Linked DNA regions of Mus musculus: region 1 is linked to region 2. The links are chromatin contacts, called in public HiChIP or PLAC-seq maps. All regions are on one chromosome and are shown on one strand. The core of a region is the stretch at or near the end of the contact, and the rest is flanking DNA. Distances in the headings are between cores, read along the strand shown.

Region 1 (5,246 bases), core at 1,616-4,115, 300 kb before region 2:
CCGGGAATGTATGCGGTGCACAGTATGAATATGTAGCCACTCACATATATACACATAAAATAAAAAAATATTTTTAAAGATGTCACGGGAAACCCAAACCTGAGCTTGGCCAGACTTCAGGGTGCCCTATTTGGGTAGGGACCTAGGTATGGCGCTCACCCGCAGCCTGTTTTCTGCCAACCCTGCCCTCTTCTACTCTTCCCCAACTGTGAAAGCAATTCGGCAGCCCAGCCAGCTTACTTAAAGAAGTCGTCTTTGCAGTAGACGCTCTCCCCGCGGCTGAAGCAGCGCTCAGCCAGAGGGACGTGGCAGTCACTGCACTTGAGACACTTGCTGTGCCAATGTCGGTCCAGAGCCTTAAGGATGAAACGGTCCAAGATGTGCTGGTCACAGCCTGCACACATCGGGATCTCTGTGGATACAAGAATAAGCCAGGTCATGGGACCACAAACAATGAGCGATGGCCTTTTCATCAGCTTGGTCAGCCTGCAGGCCTTAGGGGTGTGCAAGGATCGGCTTTTCTGCCACTGTCTCCTGTAGGCATTTGGGGCCACCGGGCTCCCCAGTGAGAGTAGTGCTCAGGTACTGTATCCTGCAGCATCCCTCAGTCGCACTGCAGCCAAGGGAAAGTGAAATAGGTATAGAAAGGTGTCCACAGCAGGAAAGTGACTGGGCTGTCCTGTAAGCTCTACAAAGTGCCAGTGCCAGACAGGTCATGTCCATCTCAAACGAAAACCCCACTCTTGGGGTGATCTGGAAAGCCGGGGGAAAAAAGAAGAAAGAAAGAAAGAAAGAAAGAAAGACATGTCCTTATCAGCAAGGGCAAAAGACCACACATGGAACTTCATCGCCTTTGCAGAGTTCCAGCAAAGTGAGGCTGTCCAGCGCTGGCCCCTGCCTGAGGTATGAATAGGTGGATGCTGTCCTCACTTGAATGGCAGCAGGTATTTATGAGTTCATTGGCTATGGTTTTTTGAACACACACATATGCTTTCATATGTATGTATGTATGTATGTATGTATGTATGTATGTATGTATGTATATGTGAGAGATCTGCTGTTAAGGTGTGAACTGCAGTGCACGGTAGATGACTTCAACTCTCTACACCACCAATTCTTCTAGCATCTGAGTTCTCATCCCCCAAAGACTGCAGGCCTCAGGGAAACTGGGTGGGAAAAATCTAAAGGTGTAATCTCGTCTTAGGGGCTGGTGGGATAAGACTGGTTCATGGGATAAGGAGATCCCCGCCATTTAGGAAAGGTTACTAGAAAAAGGAGATGCATGTGCAGCACCCAGGGCCCACTCACTTCATACCCACACAAGTGTCTTTACATCTCTAGCTGCAAACAACTAGCTTCAGGCTGGCCTCCACTGGTGGGAGGAATTAGAAAAGGACTGCCCCACCTCCCTCCAGCACTGGGCACAAGCCTGCGATGGATGCTGTCCCACCCTGAGCAAAACCACATCTCCAAGTGTGGACGTGGAGATCGACTGTAGCTGTACCAGAGCACCACCAGAGCCGTCGTAAGGCCACAAGGATACCCAGAAGAGAGTGAGGTGGCTAGACAGGCCAAACACTGCAAATTCAGCACCCAGGCACGGACAGCGCCTCGGCCAAGAAGCCCACAGCAGGGACACGGGGACACCCGCTTCCTACAAAAGCCGTCGCCACCGTCAAGCCTCCCAGTGAAGCCACCCTCGATCTCCTCTTGCTTACGTGGCATGGTGAACTCCAGTCTCAGTACAGTTTCCTACACAGAGTTGGAGGGCCCAGTGGAGCCTCGGGAGCCAACAGTGCTCTAGCAAGCCTCACAGAACTCTCTCTGGAGCCTAGCTTACCAAGCTTTCCTCCCTCCCTTTCTCATCCCCCCTCCCATCTCTTCCTCCCAGCTCCTGCGGGTAACCCATCCCATAAACCATTGGAAAATAAATAAATAAATAAATAAATAAATAAATAAGCAAGTAGGCCATATCCGATACCCCCAGTCTGCATAGAATCCTTTTCCCACTTGCTTCGACAGACCTTCTGCCAGCCTAACTTCCTCTTTTCCTATCCTGTTATACTCTCAGCTTGAAAACGGAGAGCGCTTTTATTCCCCAGAACCAAAGCCCTGCAAAAAGACTGGTACGATCAAGAAACTGGGGGCCCGGACAAGTTCCACTTTTCCCTGTAATCGCGTCTTGACCACCAGCCTAGTGGTAAACTGCCGGTGCAGACACTAAGACTCGACTCAGGGGAGATGAGTTCAGCATGACCCAGACCTGATCTCGCTGAAAATGGGGGGAAAGGAACTGAGTGAAGGCAGTTCCTAAGGAGAAACTCCTGCTCCCTGATTCCTGAGTCCTGAAACATCTTCACATGCTCCCTCCAGCTCAGGGGCCTCAGCCAGCTCAGAGCTGCAAAAGGTCTCCTAAACCGTTCCTGGATCACCAAGGGCTCCCAAAGCCAGGACAACACAGCACCAGGAGGGCCACACACTTTGGAGGTTTGAGATGCCTTTGCTTAGCCATGTCAGAGCCCCTCAGACACACCCTTGTCCAGATACCTTGGCTTCTGCTGGCCTCCGCACAAGGGCCAGAAAAAGCCGAGGACATCTGGGCCTGTTCAGTGCAGCCTCTCCGTCGGGCACCCACCTCGGCGCAGGTCAGCCCTTCGCGCCAACAACGCCAGCAGCAGGTCTCCGCCCGCGGATTCCCGGGACGGGTCCAGCTCCCCGCGAGCTTCCATGGGGCCAGGTGCCTGGTGCTGCCGCCCTCCGACCCTGAACTTCCCCTGGGTCTGGCGAGGCCACCGTTGCAGGGACTCCGAGCTGGCGTCGGAGCGACTCGTGTCGCTGCTGGGCGCTGTGCCCACGGGAGGCCTCTGGGCGCCAAGCCTCGGGCCCGCGGAGGGCGGAGCGGTGGGGGGCGGGGCCGCGGGGCGGGGCTGGGCCGGGGGTCGCAGAGACGCTCCCGGGGCCACTGGAGGCCACTGGAGACTGTGCACCTTTCAGCCGGAACCGAGGTGCCTAGAAGCCGTCTGGCTTGCACTTCCCGAGGACGGAGACAGCGCAGTAACCACTCAAGGCTTCCTACAGATGCTCGCCCCTGCCCCAAGCAAGTTCGCTAAGCCTCCCGGAAGGCTGAGGTCCCGAGGGAAGCGGCAGGGAGGGAACTGCGTTCTCTTTGCTCACGTTTAGACTCTGAACCGGAGCTGGACAGCATTGAGACCACACCTGGTCAGCAGAAGGGCAACCTGATAGCCATCGCGAGGGAACGTGGTGGCAAAGAAGCCACAGTAGAGCTACGAGGAGCTCGATTTGAAGGTCCCCCAACTCTGACACTCTGGACCCCACCACTAGAAGTGCCTCCTGGAGCCAGTACAGCGAGAAGGAACGATTCTTAGGACCTCAGATCCGGTGTCCTCTGCGGGAACACACCAAGACTCTAGGCCAGAAAAGGGTTGAGCTGCGGAAGCCCTGAGATCTACCCTTACTTCCCCACCCCAATTCCTTAGAACAATCCCTGCACCTGGATTTCCACATCTCATCCCCATTCGAACAGGTGAGCCCACCAGAACCCATCATCCTATCCTTGCATGAGCCCTCACTGAGGGCTCCTACTACCCAGCCAGGAGACAGCGCCAGACCTATGCAGTTCCTGGTAGGAACTAGAATCCAGCAGGGTATAGTGCCCTGGTAACAATTAGGGACACCCTAGAAGTGTTTGCAGAATCAGCAGGTTGCTGCCACCCTCCTGGTTCCTCTTCTTGTCCTGTTCTGCCTCCATCCCTAGGACTGTGACCGATCAGACCCCAGAATGGGAAGGATGAATGAAAGAACGCAAGATTCTCCACTTGGTCCCAGCACAGCTGCTGCCTCGGAAAGAGCCCTGTGCCTGCAGCCGTCCCTTCATGTTGCTCTGTACTTGTTATTCCGAGGTCAGGGAACACTAGCTTGGAGTGAAATGGGTGCTGGGTGAGCTGAGATGTGAGCCATTGAGTGTCAGCTGCTGCAGAGGGCAGTGGGGCGGGGGCCATGTATGGCTAGACTAGGGAAGGGGCGGCTCCACACTGTTGGGCATCTGGCTTGCCGCCAACAATGCCTCCATTATTTCCCAACGTCCGTGGCAGTGAAATGGCCCTTGGGGAATCAGAGTTCAAGCGGGAGACTTGGCCTGGGGATTCTTGCTGCAAGCCAAAGCAGTTCTGGAAGCTGTGGGACATTCAATCTCTAGGACCAGCCCCAGGCCTTTCTGGTCACTGTTGACCCTGTAGCTTTCCTGTTCTCCTGCCTGCTGTCACCTTGTACTTTTTTTCTCCGCAGTCACTCCCTCCTGGTCACCCCTCTGCATTCTGTCTCTTCTCTTTTTCCTGCCTGGCATGGAGACTTGTAGGTTGCAATGGCTCTTACCTGGAGTCCTGCTGAAGGTACAGAGGGCAGAAGCTCCAGGGGCACCGGGCCTCTCTCGGTGGCAATCGAGTTCTGCTTCTAGCAGCATGGCAGTCACTAATCCAGTGGTTCGTGCGGGGTGTTCCTGGAAGTGCTGGACCTCTTTCAGGCCTTGGCCCACTCGCTGGGCTGGCGCTGTCCGCGGTGCTGAAGGAGGCACCAGCGTGCTGGGGACCTTCACAAGCCTGCCCCGCCCCTCCTCTGTCCCCGCCCTTGGCCCCTTCCAGGCCTGGGCAGGCGGAGTCAGGCTGGCGTCACTCTAGGGCTGGGTCTGACTAGTTTATAATTCGAGGTAGCCTTTTCTCTGGACCTTCCTTTACCTGTTACAGAGTAGCATAGTGGCTCCAACTTGCTGTCGTGGGCTCTGGGCCTTGGCTAGAGGTGCCACGTTCATAGTACTCAGGTTTGGGAGCCTCTGAGCTGTTAGCCTGGGACTGCACTCCTCACCCACTCCGTGGAATAGATTCTGGGTCCAAAGGCCTTTTGCTTGCAGGCACAGGTCAGAAGCCTCCAACTACGAACTCAACCACCTGCATCCAGTACTCTGAAGGCAGATTTTAGTCCCTTTTCTCCAACCCCTATTTCCAGAAAAGGCTCATGCATGCAAACCCACCAGCTACTGAAGAGCTGAAGGGTCCTGAGCAGAAGTTCCCAGGTGCCTGCAGGGCAATCTGCCCCAGGCTGGGCACAGATGGGAGGGAAATTTGGTGAGAGGCTCAACAGCTTTCTAGTTGACTGGCTGGTCCTCCCAGGCTCTGTGGGTTCAGAGACAATCTGAGGATGCAGGTCTCAGCATAGTCCATTCTCTCTTCACT
Region 2 (4,640 bases), core at 1,862-4,361:
CCCAGCTGTCGGCCTCTGAATGGAAGGAAATAAGATTTAGGGCATCAAGCGTCCGTGAGGCTTCTGCAAGGGGGAGAAAAGGCCCCCCCCAAAAAAAGCAAAAAAAAAAAAAAAGTAGTGTGCATTCATTAGTGTCTGACAGAGGCACAATCGGCTTTGTCCAATAAACTGCTCACAGACCTGCTTAATTGGCTTCAGTACAGGGCGGGCCAGCCAGGGAGGTGGGGCTGCAGCCCACAGGCTGGGTACTGGAGGCAGCAGCACCCGTTGTCAAGGGGATGAGCCATTCAGCAGTTGGAATGAGGGCGTGCCATGTAGGCTGGAGCCTTCTCTGTCTCCAGCCTCCAGGGGAGGCCTTAGCCTCCAGCACCTTGCTAGTCTCATCAGGGAGGAACTCAAGTTGAAGGGCGCTAGCCCTAGCGCCAAGCAGAGACTTCCCCCAGCTGCCTAGTCCTTGAGAGCAACCTGGCCGGGATCCTTCCCAAAAGGAGTTCCCAACATGGAGCAGACCTTCCCATCCCCAAGTCATACCCATTTCACAGTTGGTGACCTGAGGACAAGGGCCCGTGGCACAGAGTCCAGAGGTGGGTCTTGTCTTAAAATAGGCACTTTTCACTGGGCAGAGGCAGGCAGATTCCTGAGTTCAAGGTCTATATAGTGAGTTTGAGGACAGCCAGAGCTACATAGTGAGATCCTGATACAAAAAAACAAACAAACAAAAAAAAACAAAAAGCACCACCAACAAAACCAGAACACAAACCAACAACACGGGTCAATTTCCTTCCTAGTGCACTCCTGCTCAGGAAGAGGGATCCCAGGTGACAGGGGGTGGGGGTCTCAGACTCTCTCGGTAAGTGTCCCAGAACGAATGCTCATCATCCAAAACAACTGTTTCTCAAGCATTTTAAATAAGAACTAGGGCACCAAGAATTCCCAGGAGCCTGAGGGCCCACGAAGGAGTGTGCCAACCTCCAGGGGCCAGAGTAGCTCCACACGCGGCATAATTGCTGGTGATTAAGTAATTGCCAGACTTTGTCCAATAAAAGTCAGCACGTGACTGCACTCAGCCTCGGGGCTGTCTTCCGAAGACAATAGCCCAGTGTTCTGTCCCCAGAAGGCAGGGGCTCTGCTCTGACAAAAGCAACAGGTCCCCTCAGGGGCGGTACTCACACACAGGCTTCAGTGCCGTTGGCCACTTCGCACCTCCCTCCATTCAGGCAGGTCCCACTTGGCTGGGAGCATCTCAAGCCTGGGGGAAGGTCAGAAGAGAGAGGTCAGGCTTGGTTCTGGGCACCTAACTCCTTATAGTCCTGATGGTGGACGGAGATTAAAGCCATGGTGCCTATGCACTAGAGTTATTGGCAGTCCTGAGGGGGTGCGGGACGCGGTGGGGGGGGCGGCTTACGAATCAATGTTCTGCTCACAGTATTGTAGTCAAAAACTAGTGGGGAAAGGATAGGCTGGCTAGGTGGCAGGTGTACCGCCCCACTCATAGTGAGGCGAAGTGGACGGCAACAGAAAGACTTAGCAAATTCTCCCAAACTTCTAACCACACAGCCAAAGTGGGAGGGGATTAAGGTGCCCAGCAAAGCCCCCCGACAAGCCTCCACCCTTGCCTCAGTTCAAACACAAGATACGAGGGGACCGCAGGAGGGAGGGGGTGGCCACACTCAGCTCCCCGGATCGTGGGAAAAAGCGACAGCTGCGGAGCCCGCCACCCCGCCCTCCAACAAAGCGCCGGCCCGGGAATCAGAGCGGCCCATTGTCGCGCCAGGGCCGCCTCCTGGGGCAGCGGGGCCGCACCCGGAGACCTGCCCCGCCTACTCCGACACCCAATACCTGTTCGCAGGCATCTCCAGGGGCAGCCCCCGCCGCACCCAGGGAGGGGGTCTTAGAAACCCCACTTAGAAGGAATTCCACCCCGTTCTCGGGAAGGGGCTATTATTAATCAAGCCCCTCCCACGCCATCTTAAAGAGCTCTAAAAATTAAGCCTCGATGTAGGGCTGAGCTCGAGCGTCACATAAAACCCCACTTTTAAGGAAAGGGCAGGCAGTTCTCTCCTTCGATTACTGGGAGAAGAGTGCAGTTGGTTACTACAACAGGAGTACCCCGTTCTGTGAAGCCGGAAGGGAAATAAGGGCTCCCCTCTCCGGCTCCCGTTCCAATCAGCACAGGATTTTCAAACTTCCGAAATGAGTCAGTCCCACGCCCACCCTAGGCAGCAAGCCGCCTGCACATCGCCCCTCTTCGAAAGTTTGATTCCGGCTAGGGGACAGCGATCCCAAAACCCCATACTAGGAGTCCAGGGCACATCGTCTCTGCCCCGCTCTAAGTAAGCAACGAGAGTATAGCGCCCCTGACCTCACACTGCACCCCAACATCCGCCCTAGCACGGGCCGGAGGCAAAGAAGAATGAAAATAAATGGTCCCAAGAAGCAACAGGAAACCAAAACCGATTCGATTCAAATCGAAAAGTAGAGGCGCAAGCAGCATGTCCGCCCCCGCGGCGAGCCCCAGGAGCGTCTACCCAAGTGCGAGCCAGGGTTGGGCCTCCGGGGCCCCATACCACACTTCCAGCGTCTTTGGGCGCTATGAGAAAAGTGGGTACCCCTGGAAAGAGAAGGGTCCTCCTCACACGCCAGGACACCAGGTCCCACGGTCCCGTCCACCCGCTCTGGCTCTCAACTCTGGCAGCTGGTCCCTTACTCCTATCTACCCAAAGCGTGCGCAGGGCGCAACAGAAGTTTCTGAAAGGCGCCCGAAGTTGCGGGCTCGCGGGAGCCTACCTCTTGCGGCGAGCGCGGGCAGCAGCGTTAGGCAGAGCAAGGGCGTCAGGAGCCGTGGCATGCCTGCTCGCCAGCTGCCCGCAGCCCGGGCGGCGGCCTCTTGGGGTGGCCGGCGGGGATCGGACGTTGACGCACACCACCGGCGGTCCCGCAGGCGTCCACCCTCTGATGCCCTCTTTCCTGGCGGGTGGGCGGCGCTGGGCTCTCAGCGGCGCTGGGCCCTACAAGGCACCCGGGCTCGTTCCTTCACTGCGCTCGCACCCGCGCCCAGCGCCCGCGCCCTGCGCCCCACGCCCCTGCGCTCCCTCCCGCGGCAGAGGCACTAGTGAGGCTCTGAGCGGGCGGGCGCTCCGCCCCTATGGGGGCCCGCCCCTGCCCCGCCCCATCCCAGCGGGCTCCGCCCCTGGTTCCTGCGAACCCTTACCCCCTTGTGGACCCTGTCCCTCCCAGCGCTTTGGTGGGTTCTGCGCCTGTCCGGGCTAGGGAGCGCGTCCCGAGCCAGGATCTAAGGATCTTATGGTTCGCAAGACAAGGAGGAATGGAGGGGTGTATGGAATGGGCATCTAGGAACTACTTCTTGTTCGAAAGTTTACAGAGACCAAAAGTTTGAGCTGGCGCTGCGGAAGGATCAGGCTTTGTGTGTAGCCGCCCTCTGCGACATTTGGCCAGAATTTGCATTTCAATAGTAGAGGAGGTACGGGTCTTGTGGGAAAGGAAAGCTGCACGGGGAACCAGCTCCATCCTGGAGTTAGGTCTAGGACCGTGGGCAGGAGCAGCTGAAGTCAAGTTTGGGGGGAATCCTGGGGCAGGAGTTTAAATGTGGCGCCCTGGCAGCGTTGCGCGTGTCCTGTCCCTAGGGCTCCACTCCTGGGAGCTGTTTGGTCTCGGCTATAGGCATCAGGAGGATTGAGGCCAGGCACTCTTAGCCATGACTTCCGGAACGCTTGACCTTAAACGATGATGGCGTCGCGCCCGCAGCCTCTGTAGAAGGGAGTTCGGGGCTCCCTAAGGGAACTCCCCAAGGACTAGTGCCTTGCTGGACAGATTGCGCTCTCGATTCCCAGCAGGAACCCGAGTCTAGACGTTCCACGGTCACCCTTCTCACTGGTCCCTGGCTGTGTCCGACTTAGGTGGCCTGGGAAAGTGCAGAGTTCCAGTACAATGACTGCTAGCGTCAACACAGCCTCTCATGCTTTATCTCCACCTTGATGTTTGGACATCCTGTGCTAAGCTGCTTAGCACTGGGCGTCCAAGATGCCTTCCTTATCCCTTTGCAGTTAAAGTTCAATGGAATCTGGAACGAACAACACCTCCCCATCCTAAAACACGGTGGTGAGTTCAACAAGGAATAAGGGCCCCAGATTATATTGTCCTAGGACCCTCCCATCTCCCTTGACACACCTGTTCCTGAAAGGCACTAAAGGGCCAGTGCCAACAGCTGTCCAGCCCCCATCTCCTGCTCCTCTCAGAAACTGGCCTCAAGCCTGGGGGTTAGCAGCATGGGGTCAGTACCCGAGAGAAAAAGCGCCCAATGCTACAGAAATATTTATATAAGAGATCTGCAGCTCCAGAGAGCAGTTCCATAGAAGGAACGCCTGACTGCAAGTGCCTCTTCTGAGATGGGTCCTGAAGGCCTCTAACTGCTTATGTGTCGACTATATTCCAGCTTTGTCAGCAGGCAGCCTGACTTGGATACAAAGAAGGCCTTATCCTTCTGGAGTCTGGAGACCTGCGCTGACCTGGCGACATCTGCCTACCTGCCATCCCGTCTGTCCATGGGTGTCTGTATCTCTTCCACTGTCTTTGTCTAGCAATGAGTATGGCTGCACAGCAGACCAGCTGAACACAAACAC

Evidence for each region. HiChIP or PLAC-seq counts read pairs in DNA pulled down with a chosen protein or histone mark.
Region 1: an H3K4me3 HiChIP or PLAC-seq map of embryonic stem cells shows a contact between it and region 2, with 14 read pairs. The contact joins the promoter of Lhx3 here to the promoter of Notch1 in region 2. A contact is called at or near these places in 7 of 39 promoter capture datasets (cranial neural crest, embryonic stem cells, epiblast stem cells and 1 more) and 2 of 115 datasets of contacts at active chromatin or transcription factors (both in embryonic stem cells).

The regions. Positions count from the first base shown.
Region 1 is chr2:26,203,710-26,208,955 of GRCm38.p6, forward strand. Lhx3 (LIM homeobox protein 3) reads right to left here and starts at 2,866. Exons shown (of 6, transcript NM_001039653.2): 1 at 2,636-2,866; 2 at 241-412. The coding sequence starts at 2,729.
Region 2 is chr2:26,500,711-26,505,350 of GRCm38.p6, forward strand. It overlaps Notch1 (notch 1), which reads right to left and starts at 3,112. Exons shown (of 34, transcript NM_008714.3): 1 at 2,788-3,112; 2 at 1,171-1,249. The coding sequence starts at 2,848. Gm35978 (predicted gene, 35978) reads left to right here and starts at 3,217. Exons shown (of 2, transcript NR_132655.1): 1 at 3,217-4,119; 2 at 4,454-4,637.